Regions from separate parts of the Pan troglodytes genome. Here region 1 is linked to region 2. Evidence: chromatin contacts called from public Hi-C data. All regions are on one chromosome and are shown on one strand. Each heading gives the region's core, a stretch centred on a gene start, on an enhancer-like site or on the middle of the called end of the contact. The rest is flanking DNA. Distances are from core to core; before and after follow the strand shown. Region 1 overlaps CLPB (ClpB family mitochondrial disaggregase). Region 2 holds the start of INPPL1 (inositol polyphosphate phosphatase like 1).

The links. A called contact is a pair of places that touch in the nucleus more often than the background predicts.
Region 1: a Hi-C map of stem cell-derived neural progenitor cells shows a contact between it and region 2, with 3 times the contacts expected there. The contact joins the enhancer-like site here to the promoter of INPPL1 in region 2. A contact is called at or near these places in 1 of 7 Hi-C or Micro-C datasets (stem cell-derived neural progenitor cells) and 1 of 1 datasets of contacts at active chromatin or transcription factors (stem cell-derived excitatory neurons).

Annotation. Positions count from the first base shown.
Region 1 is chr9:74,449,118-74,453,467 of NHGRI_mPanTro3-v2.0_pri, reverse strand. All of the region lies in intron 2 of CLPB (ClpB family mitochondrial disaggregase), which reads left to right. Among named protein-coding and RNA genes, the nearest start is that of CLPB, 20 kb to the left of the region's middle. Within about 2 kb of position 2,472, at least 11 of the 24 cell types and tissues checked have an H3K27ac peak or open chromatin away from gene starts, as enhancers often do. A contact at or near this core is called in stem cell-derived neural progenitor cells, where this site is marked.
Region 2 is chr9:74,256,144-74,259,985 of NHGRI_mPanTro3-v2.0_pri, reverse strand. INPPL1 (inositol polyphosphate phosphatase like 1) reads right to left here and starts at 2,490. Exons shown (of 29, transcript XM_063784305.1): 1 at 2,398-2,490; 2 at 1,192-1,578.

The DNA.
Region 1 (4,350 bases), core at 1,223-3,722, 190 kb before region 2:
ACCAAATATTCACTGAATATTATTGAAAGTTTTTTTTTTTTTCCCCTGAGATGGAGTCTTGCTCTGTTGCCCAGGCTGGAGTGCAGTGGCACAATCTTGGCTCACTCTGCCTCTGCCTCCTGGGTTCAAGCCATTCTCCTGCCTCAGCCTCCCAAGTAGCTGGGATTACAGGCGACCGCTACTGCACCCAGCTAATTTTTGTATTTTTAGTAGAGAAGGAGTTTCACCATGTTGGCTGGTCTCGAACTCCTGACCTCTTGATCCGCCCACCTCGGCCTCCTAAAGTACTGGAATTACAGGCGTGAGCCACCATGCCCAGCCATTGAAAGCGTTTTGTGTTTTTGTTTGTTTGTTTATTTAATTGAGACAAGATCTCATCATGTTGCACAGGCTGGTCTTGAACTCCTGGGCTCAAGCAGTCCTCCTGCCTTGGTCTCCCAAAGTGCTGGGATTACAGGTGTGAGCCACTATGCCTGGCTAAAAGTGTTTTGTAAATGATAAAAATTAAGCAAACTGTATAGCTATTACAGTCATAATAAACCTGTAGACAGAGGACAAACAAAAATGAAGTAGTTCAATCGTTTATTCATTAAACAAATAGTGCCTACTATGTGTGGCACTGTGCTTGGTAGATCAGTAGTCAGACATGTACAGGATTTGCCTCATGGAGCTCAAAGCCTTGTCAGACGTGAATCCTACAAATGCGAAATGACAACTAGTACAAATGCTGCAAAGGAAGGACACAGAGAATCAGGAGAGCCTGTGACAGCCAGATTTCCCCTGGTCAAAGGAAGCTTGAGCTTGGAATTGAAGGATAAGGAAGAGTTTATCTAGGTGGAAAAGGTTGGGAAGAGCTCTCTAGCACAAGGAACTTTTATTTACAAGAATCCTGCGGGAGGAGGAAGCCAGGCCAGTGTGAAGGACTGAAAAAGGCCAATGGTACTCCAGCTAGAGGAAGGTGCCAGGAGCCTAGAACAAGCAGACCCTACAGGGCATCAGAGGCCACATGAAGAAGCTTTGTCTTTATTTTTACGGCAGTGGCAGCTGAGATGGGTTGAGAGGTGATCAGTATGATCAGCAGCCATTCTGATGGCTGAGGAACATGAGGAACTAATGTGAGTGCCTTCCTGCTTGTATGTGCCAGGCATCATCTTGGGCATGGTCCTGCCTCTTGAGGCAGTGTAGGCCACAAAGCTGTAATCGCTCAGGGCCTAACAGCAGGGGCAATTGTCAGGCTCTGCCTCCCTACCATCATTTCTGTCGCCCAAGTGCTATCTCTCCTCTAAAATCCCAGCTTAATCAAAATCATAACGCAATTCATGTCAGCACCGCCAGAACCAACTGGAATTTTTCTCCCAAGGAATTTTCCTGGAAACTGAGGAACAGAGATGAATCTAAGAATATTGAAAACAATCAAGCCAGTGTGTTACTGGGCTTCTAATATTCACTTAAGCTGCTTGCCTTGTACTTCCTGTTCTGTCTCTGCCTTTTTGAAAAAACCTCAGAAAATTTCAGTTTCTGAACTTTGAGGCTCTACTATGTCCTGCCTCCTTTGTGTTCCTCCCTTCTGAGCAAGAGCCCTAGGCCCAAAGTCCTTCTAAGGCAATCAGTCCTCCTCTCCTTGTGATTCTGTCAATGGATGCAGATACAAGTGGATTTCTTTTCTTTTCTTTTTTTTTGGAGATGGAGTCTCACTCTGTCACCAGGGTGGAGTGCAGTGGTTCGATCTCAGCTCATTGCAACCTCTGACTCCTGGGTTCAAGCGATTCTCCTGGCTCAGCCTCCAGAGTAGCTGGGATTACAGGTGTGTGCCACCACACCTGGCTAATTTTTGTATTTTTAGTAGAGACGGGGTTTCGCCATGTTGGCCAGGCTGGTCTTGAACTCCTGACCTCGTGATCCTCCCGCCTCAGCCTCCCAAAGTGCTGGGATTACAGGCATGAGCCACTGCACCTGGCCTTCAAGTGGATTTCTTATCATTAGCAGGAAGCAGTGGTGAGGACTTTGGAGTCTGACAAAACAAGGCTTGAATCCCGGCTGTGACCATTGGTTAGTTCTCTGACCTTGGAAAAGTTGTCTAACCTCTTTAACCTTAGATTCTTCATCTGCAAAGTAGGGATGATAATTGACCTGCCTCACACCATTGCTGTGTCATGTTTACTGATTCATCTCTTCACTTTTCTCTTCAGTTGCTTCTTATATATTTCTCCTGACCTAGGCTGTGAGCCCTGTCACAGCAAGGTATATGGCACCTCCTTCTCCTGCCTTCACCGTAGTAAGTCACACAAGGCTGGCTGGCACTCAGAAGACACACAGTACAGATGGAGTCTGGCCCGTTGATTGATTGGTTGATAGAAACCTTGTTTATTCTCCAAAGGCTAACCAGCAGGAGAGCACAGCCCTAGGCAGCAGCTGGGCAGGCTGACTGGTCTCCAGGATCCTCCATTCATGTGGATGGAAGGCTCAGGAAGGCTGCATAAGAATCCTCTTTGAGGCTGGGCTGAGGCTTCCATCTCAATGCCCTTTTGTTTGAAGGGATAGCACCCAGGCCTCCTGCGAAGCCTGTGTGTTTGACCAGCCTTTGCAGATGGACAGTGTACTGGGGCAGGATGTAAAGCACAAACAATTGAGGGAGGCCCCCGGAATTCCCAAGGGCTCAAGAGTCCAGCAGGGGTGGGGAGGGGCAGGATCCTTCCCAGGACACATCAGGGGCTCAGTCACAACTCCTAGATGGGTCAGACAGGATCTTAGGCACTTTTGTCTCCAGCCTCATTTCCTTTCCAGTATTCAGGTCCCCACTTTAGCTTCTCTGATGGTCAACATCCAGCCCTCTTTGGGTGCCTCTAGGTATGAGGCACTCTCTGCCTCCTGAAGAATAGGCAGATTCTGACTGAATATACATTCATTCTTTTTTCTTTTGAGGTATAATTCACATACCATAAAATTCAACCTTTAAAAATATACAATTTAGTGGATTTTAGAACATTTATAAGATTGTGCAACCAGCACCACTAATTCCAGAATGTTTTATCACTCTCCCACCCCACCCCGGACCCTCAGAAAACTCTGGTTCCAATAGTAGTTACTCCCCATTCTCCTCTCCCCCTAGATGTTGCAACCACTAATCTGCTTTCTGTTTCTGGATTTGCCTGTTCTGAACATTTCATATAAATGGAATTATACAATATGTGGCCTTTTGTGTCTGGCTTCTTTCACTGAGCTTAATGTTTTCAAGGTTCATCTATGTTGTAGCATATATCAGTACTTTATTCCTTTTTGTGGCTGAATAATATTCCCTGTATGGATGTACTACATTTTATTGGATGTACATCCATACAGGATGTCATTTGTCAGTTGATGGACATTTGTGTTTCCACTTTTTAGCTATTGTGAATAATGCTGCTGTGAACATTTGTGTACAGATTTCTATGTGAATGTATGTTTTCATGTCTCTTCAGTGTATACCTAGGAGTGGAATTGCTGGGCCATAGAGTAACTGTACATTTAACATTTTGAGGAACTGCCCAACCATTTTCCAGGGTGGCTTCACCATTTTACATTCCCAAAAGCAACGTGTGAGGGTTCTACCTTTTCCACATCCTCACCAACAATTGCTGTCATCAGTGTTGTCATCACTTACAGCAAACCTAGTGTGTGTGGAGTGGTATCTCATTGTCGTTTTGATTTGCATTTCCCTATTGGCTAATGATGTGAGCATCTTTTTATGTGCTTATTGGCCATTTCTGTATCTTCTTTGGCATTTATTCATTCTTTTTTTTTTTTTTTTTTTTGAGACGGAGTCTTGCTCTGTCATCCAGGCTGGAATGCAGTGGCACGATCTTGGCTCAATCCAACCTCTGCCTCCTGGGTTCAAGCGATTCTTCTGCCTCAGCCTCCCAAGTAGCTGGGATTACAGGCACGTGCCACCATGCCTGGCTAATTTTTGTATTTTTGGTAGAGACGGGGTTTCACTGTGTTGGCCAGGCTTGTCTCGAACTCCTGACCTCAGGTGATCTGCCTGCCTCAGCCTCCCAAAGTGCTGAGATTACAGGTGTGAGCCACCGCGCCCAGCCATTCTTTGGCATTTATTCATTCTTAAGGCCTGTTATGAGCAATTTCTTATTAGGTATTGAGGAGGAGAAAAATGTATCGTGATGACCTTTGTCTTTCAAGGAACTTGCGGTCTGGTAAGAGAATTGTAGTTAGTACAGGTGAAAAGTTAGGGCTTCACAGACAAGGTGGCCTTTAGTTTGGGTCTGGAGATAGGTTGTATTTGTATACAAGGAGCTTTGCAGAAAGACTTTCTGGGCAGTTGGAGTAATGTAAGTAAAGACAATTTGTAATTAGTAG
Region 2 (3,842 bases), core at 1,241-3,740:
AAAATACAAAAATTAGCTGGGCTTGGTGGCGAGCGCCTGTAATCCCAGCTACTGGCGAGGCAGAGGCAGAAGAATCACTTGAATCCAGGAGGCGGAGGTTGCAGTGAGCCGAGATTGCACTACTGCACTCCAGCCTGGGCAACAGAGCGAGACTCTTTCTCAAAAAAAAAAAAAAAAAAAAAAAGGTCTCCCCTGGTCTAGGCTAATGTGCCCCCCGACCAAAGATGTCAGGAGAACAAAGGGGTAAGGAAGGTACAGCGGGACAGGAGTTTGGGAGGGGGTTCACAGAGCTAAGAAAGATCTAAATAAAGATCTAAATAACTGATCTAAATAAAGCAGCCCCCACAAATTCCCACTCACTGGGCCCACAGAAGCCAACTCAATGTCAGACTGCAGGGCAGGAGGTACAAAGCCGGTAGAAGGCTGCAAAACCAAGAGTGCTAACTCACCCCAGCACCACTACCAACCACACTGGGCTGAAAGGCACAGCCACAGGACCTGGCCCACTCAGAGAAGCACCAAGTCTGGCTCTGCTCTCAGCACTCATAGCTCAGGGCTAGGGCAGCCAGGTAACCAGGGCTCAAGCCCAGAGCCAGGGCTCAAACACTCACTCATTGGTTCAGAAATAATGGCAAGGTCCCATACACCCTCAGCCTCTGCTTCCCCAAGCCTTCCTCTCTACACCACCCATCACCGCCCCCACCACCCATACACGGCCAGGCAGAACCCCAAAGCACCGAGAGGGGCCCTAAGGAAGCTGCCAGGCATCCCCACACACCCCGTCAGTCCCTCTGCCCCGACTCCCTCTCCTGCTCACCACTCAGTCCCTATCCAAACGGGACTGCACACAACGTGGAATGCACATCCTCTCCCCTGCTCCCTTCTACCTGGAGGATGCCTGAAGGGGTCTGCGGGGGAATGCCCGAATTTTTCGTCATCGCAGTCACACTAGGCCACAGAACCCCATATTCTCTACCCTCAAGGCTCCTGAAAGTGCCCCCAGACACACAGCAGGAAGTGCCCCTGCGTCCCTCCTCAGACCCAGGAGAAAGCCAAGGCTCCCACTCTGGGGGGTGGAGGCGGGTCTGGCGTCCCACCGCCCCAGGCACCCTCACCCGGGCCCTTTCCACACCCGGCCGTGCCCGCGCTCCCGGTCCACGCCAGCCCGCAAGGAGCCCCCGCCCCACTCACAGGACGCAGAGCGCGAAGGCCCCCGCCACGCTCTCGCTGTCTCGGACCAGGAAGCTGCCATCGCGGCCCGCCCGGGCCAGCAGCTCTTCCGCGGCCGCCCGGCTCAGGTCGCGGTGGTACCAGGAGGGGGCCTGGCTGCCCAGGGCGCCCCCCGGGCCCGGCGCCCCGCAGGCCGAGGCCATGGCCCGCGCAGGGCTCAGCACTGCCCGCCCCCGCCGCCCCGCGCCATCCGCCCCGAGACGCTCAGGGCTCAGGCTGGGGCCGGGCCCGGGGCCCGGGCTTGAGGATCCGTGGGCCGGACAGAGCCGGGGATCGGGACTCAGCACTCCGCCGCGCAGGCCGCCTCGTTCACCGCGCAGCCGCCGCTGCCTGCAGCGCCGGCCTCAACTTGAAGAGAAAGAAAAGTTTGTTCAGAGGCGGCGGGGGAGGGGCAGGAGCGGAGCGCAGGGCCGGCTGCCGCCCCCTCCCCCTCCGCTCGGCCCGCAGCCCGGGCCGCCCCTGCCCCCAGCTCCTCCTGCGGGGACGGTGCCCCCACCTTCCCGAAGGGCCCGGGACCTCCCAGACCCCACAATGATCCTGCCCCCATCATTCACCCGAGGAGATCCAGTCCCCAAACCCCCATCGAAATCCGAGTCCCCCCATCCTGGCCCCGACACTTCGGGATCCAGGCACCCCCTGGAGAATTCAGCGCTTCTCCGTTCTCCCAATGATATGACCCCTAAGCCCCATAAAGGTCTGATTCCACTCCATGGCTCTTCCTCTCGTCCCCCGTACAGCTTGGCTGCATCGAGTTCCCCAAACCTGCGAAGGATCCAGGACCACCCCCTACCCATCCTCTTCCCTCCACCCAGGCGGGCAGGGCCCCCAACTCCCGCGAAATGCAGGCCCCTCTTAGATCTGAACCCCCAACTCCACGGGGACCGTCCCCCGGCAAAGCCTGCGGGGAGATCCCCTGGCTAACCAGGCTTCTGAAGATTCTTACTCTGGCGGGGGGCCCAGACGAGGTGCGACGTTCTCGAGCCTCTCACGCAGCCCCTCCCAGCCCCGCAGAGCCCTTCCCCCTCTCGGCCAAGTTCCCCAGCACCACCCCCCACACCCGCAGGCCGGGCCTTGAGGGGGTTCAGCAGTCCGAAGCCAGGAGGATCCCTGGCCCGTCTAGTAGAAAGTTCCCTCCCGGGATCCCGGCCGCCGCACGCAGACCCCCACCTCCCGGGCTGCTCCGGCGCCCCCTTCCCCGGACAGCGGCCCTGGGCTCCAGGCGGCCACTTAAGATGGCCATCCGCGCGCGCCCCCGCCCTCCGCGCCGCCCGCCCCGCCCCGCGCCGCCCCGGGGAGCCGGGGGCAGCACCGCGCCTCGCCTCACCCCGCCCCGCGCCTCGGTCCCGGAGCCGCTGGCCCACTGGGTGACCTCGGGCAAGTCGCGGCGCGGGGTTGAGCCTCGGCTTCCCGCTCTGGAAAATGGGGATCCTGTGGCGAGGGCCGGCTCTGGGGGCCGAGCTCGTACCGCGCTCGGCACCGGGCCTGGCGCCCAGCCCGCGCTCCCGAACGGCGGCTATTTTTATTATTAATTAAGGAGAAACGAAGGTGACAGCTGTGTAAACTGTAAAGCGCGGCTGCGGAACGAACGGGTATTATTAGCACTCGCCCCCGCCCCAGCGGCTCCCTCCGTGTCAGCAAACTCGCGCCTCCGCGGGCCGGACGCCCAGCGGGGAGCTCCCAGACGGGGTCCGCTTCAACGCCCCCCTAGCTCCCTCCCCTCCAGCCGAGGGCGGAAGGGGGACGCGGCCGCCGCAAAGGGGGCGGAGCCCATAAAAGGGTCTGGCCCGCCCCCTCCCAAAAAAAGACCTAGCCGGTGGCGGCGTCTCCGGGGAGTCGTCTTCCTGCCCCGCCCCTCCGCCCCCTGGCTCCTTAAAGGCGCAGGCCTCCAGCCGGGCGCCCGCCGCCACCATCTCCCGGGCCGCCGTGGGAGAATCCCTTTAACCTGGGAGAGAACTTTCACTTTGCTACGTTGAACCTGTTGACGGAGCCCGGGTCAGTCCCTCGAGCTCCTTCCTCTATTTCAAATATGCATTGACTTAACCCAGCTGGAGCAGAGCCTGGGACGTGGAAGGGGCTCTGTGGTGCCTTCCACACTAGATAAATATAATAACTAAGAGATCCACCCACCCACCCAACAGTGCCTCCAGAACCCAATAACTCATCCTACAATCTGTGCCACCTTCCTCATCAGCCACCTTTTAGTATAAGAAAAGATGAGCCTGATGTGAGGGGAATCCTTGGTAGTGGGGGAGAGACCTGGACTGGGAGTCTGCACACCTGGGTTCTAGTCCTAGCTGGGCCACCTACCTGCAGGGTGTTCTCAGAGACTTACCTGGGCCTCTCTGGGGACAGTTGTAGTAGGAGTGTGCAAACAAAGACTTATCCAAAGGGAAAGGGGTGTTGGGAGACCCAGAGATAACTTAGGCCCAGCTCCCGAGGGCTTTGCAAAGACAGAGCAACCCCCTCAAGATAGGCATATCTACCAATCCCAGGAGGAGACAAAGGTGCCAGAGGCTCCTGACCCCGGGAAGCCCTTGAGGGCTTTGCAAAGACAGAGCAACCCCCTCAAGATAGGCATATCTACCAATCCCAGGAGGAGACAAAGGTGCCAG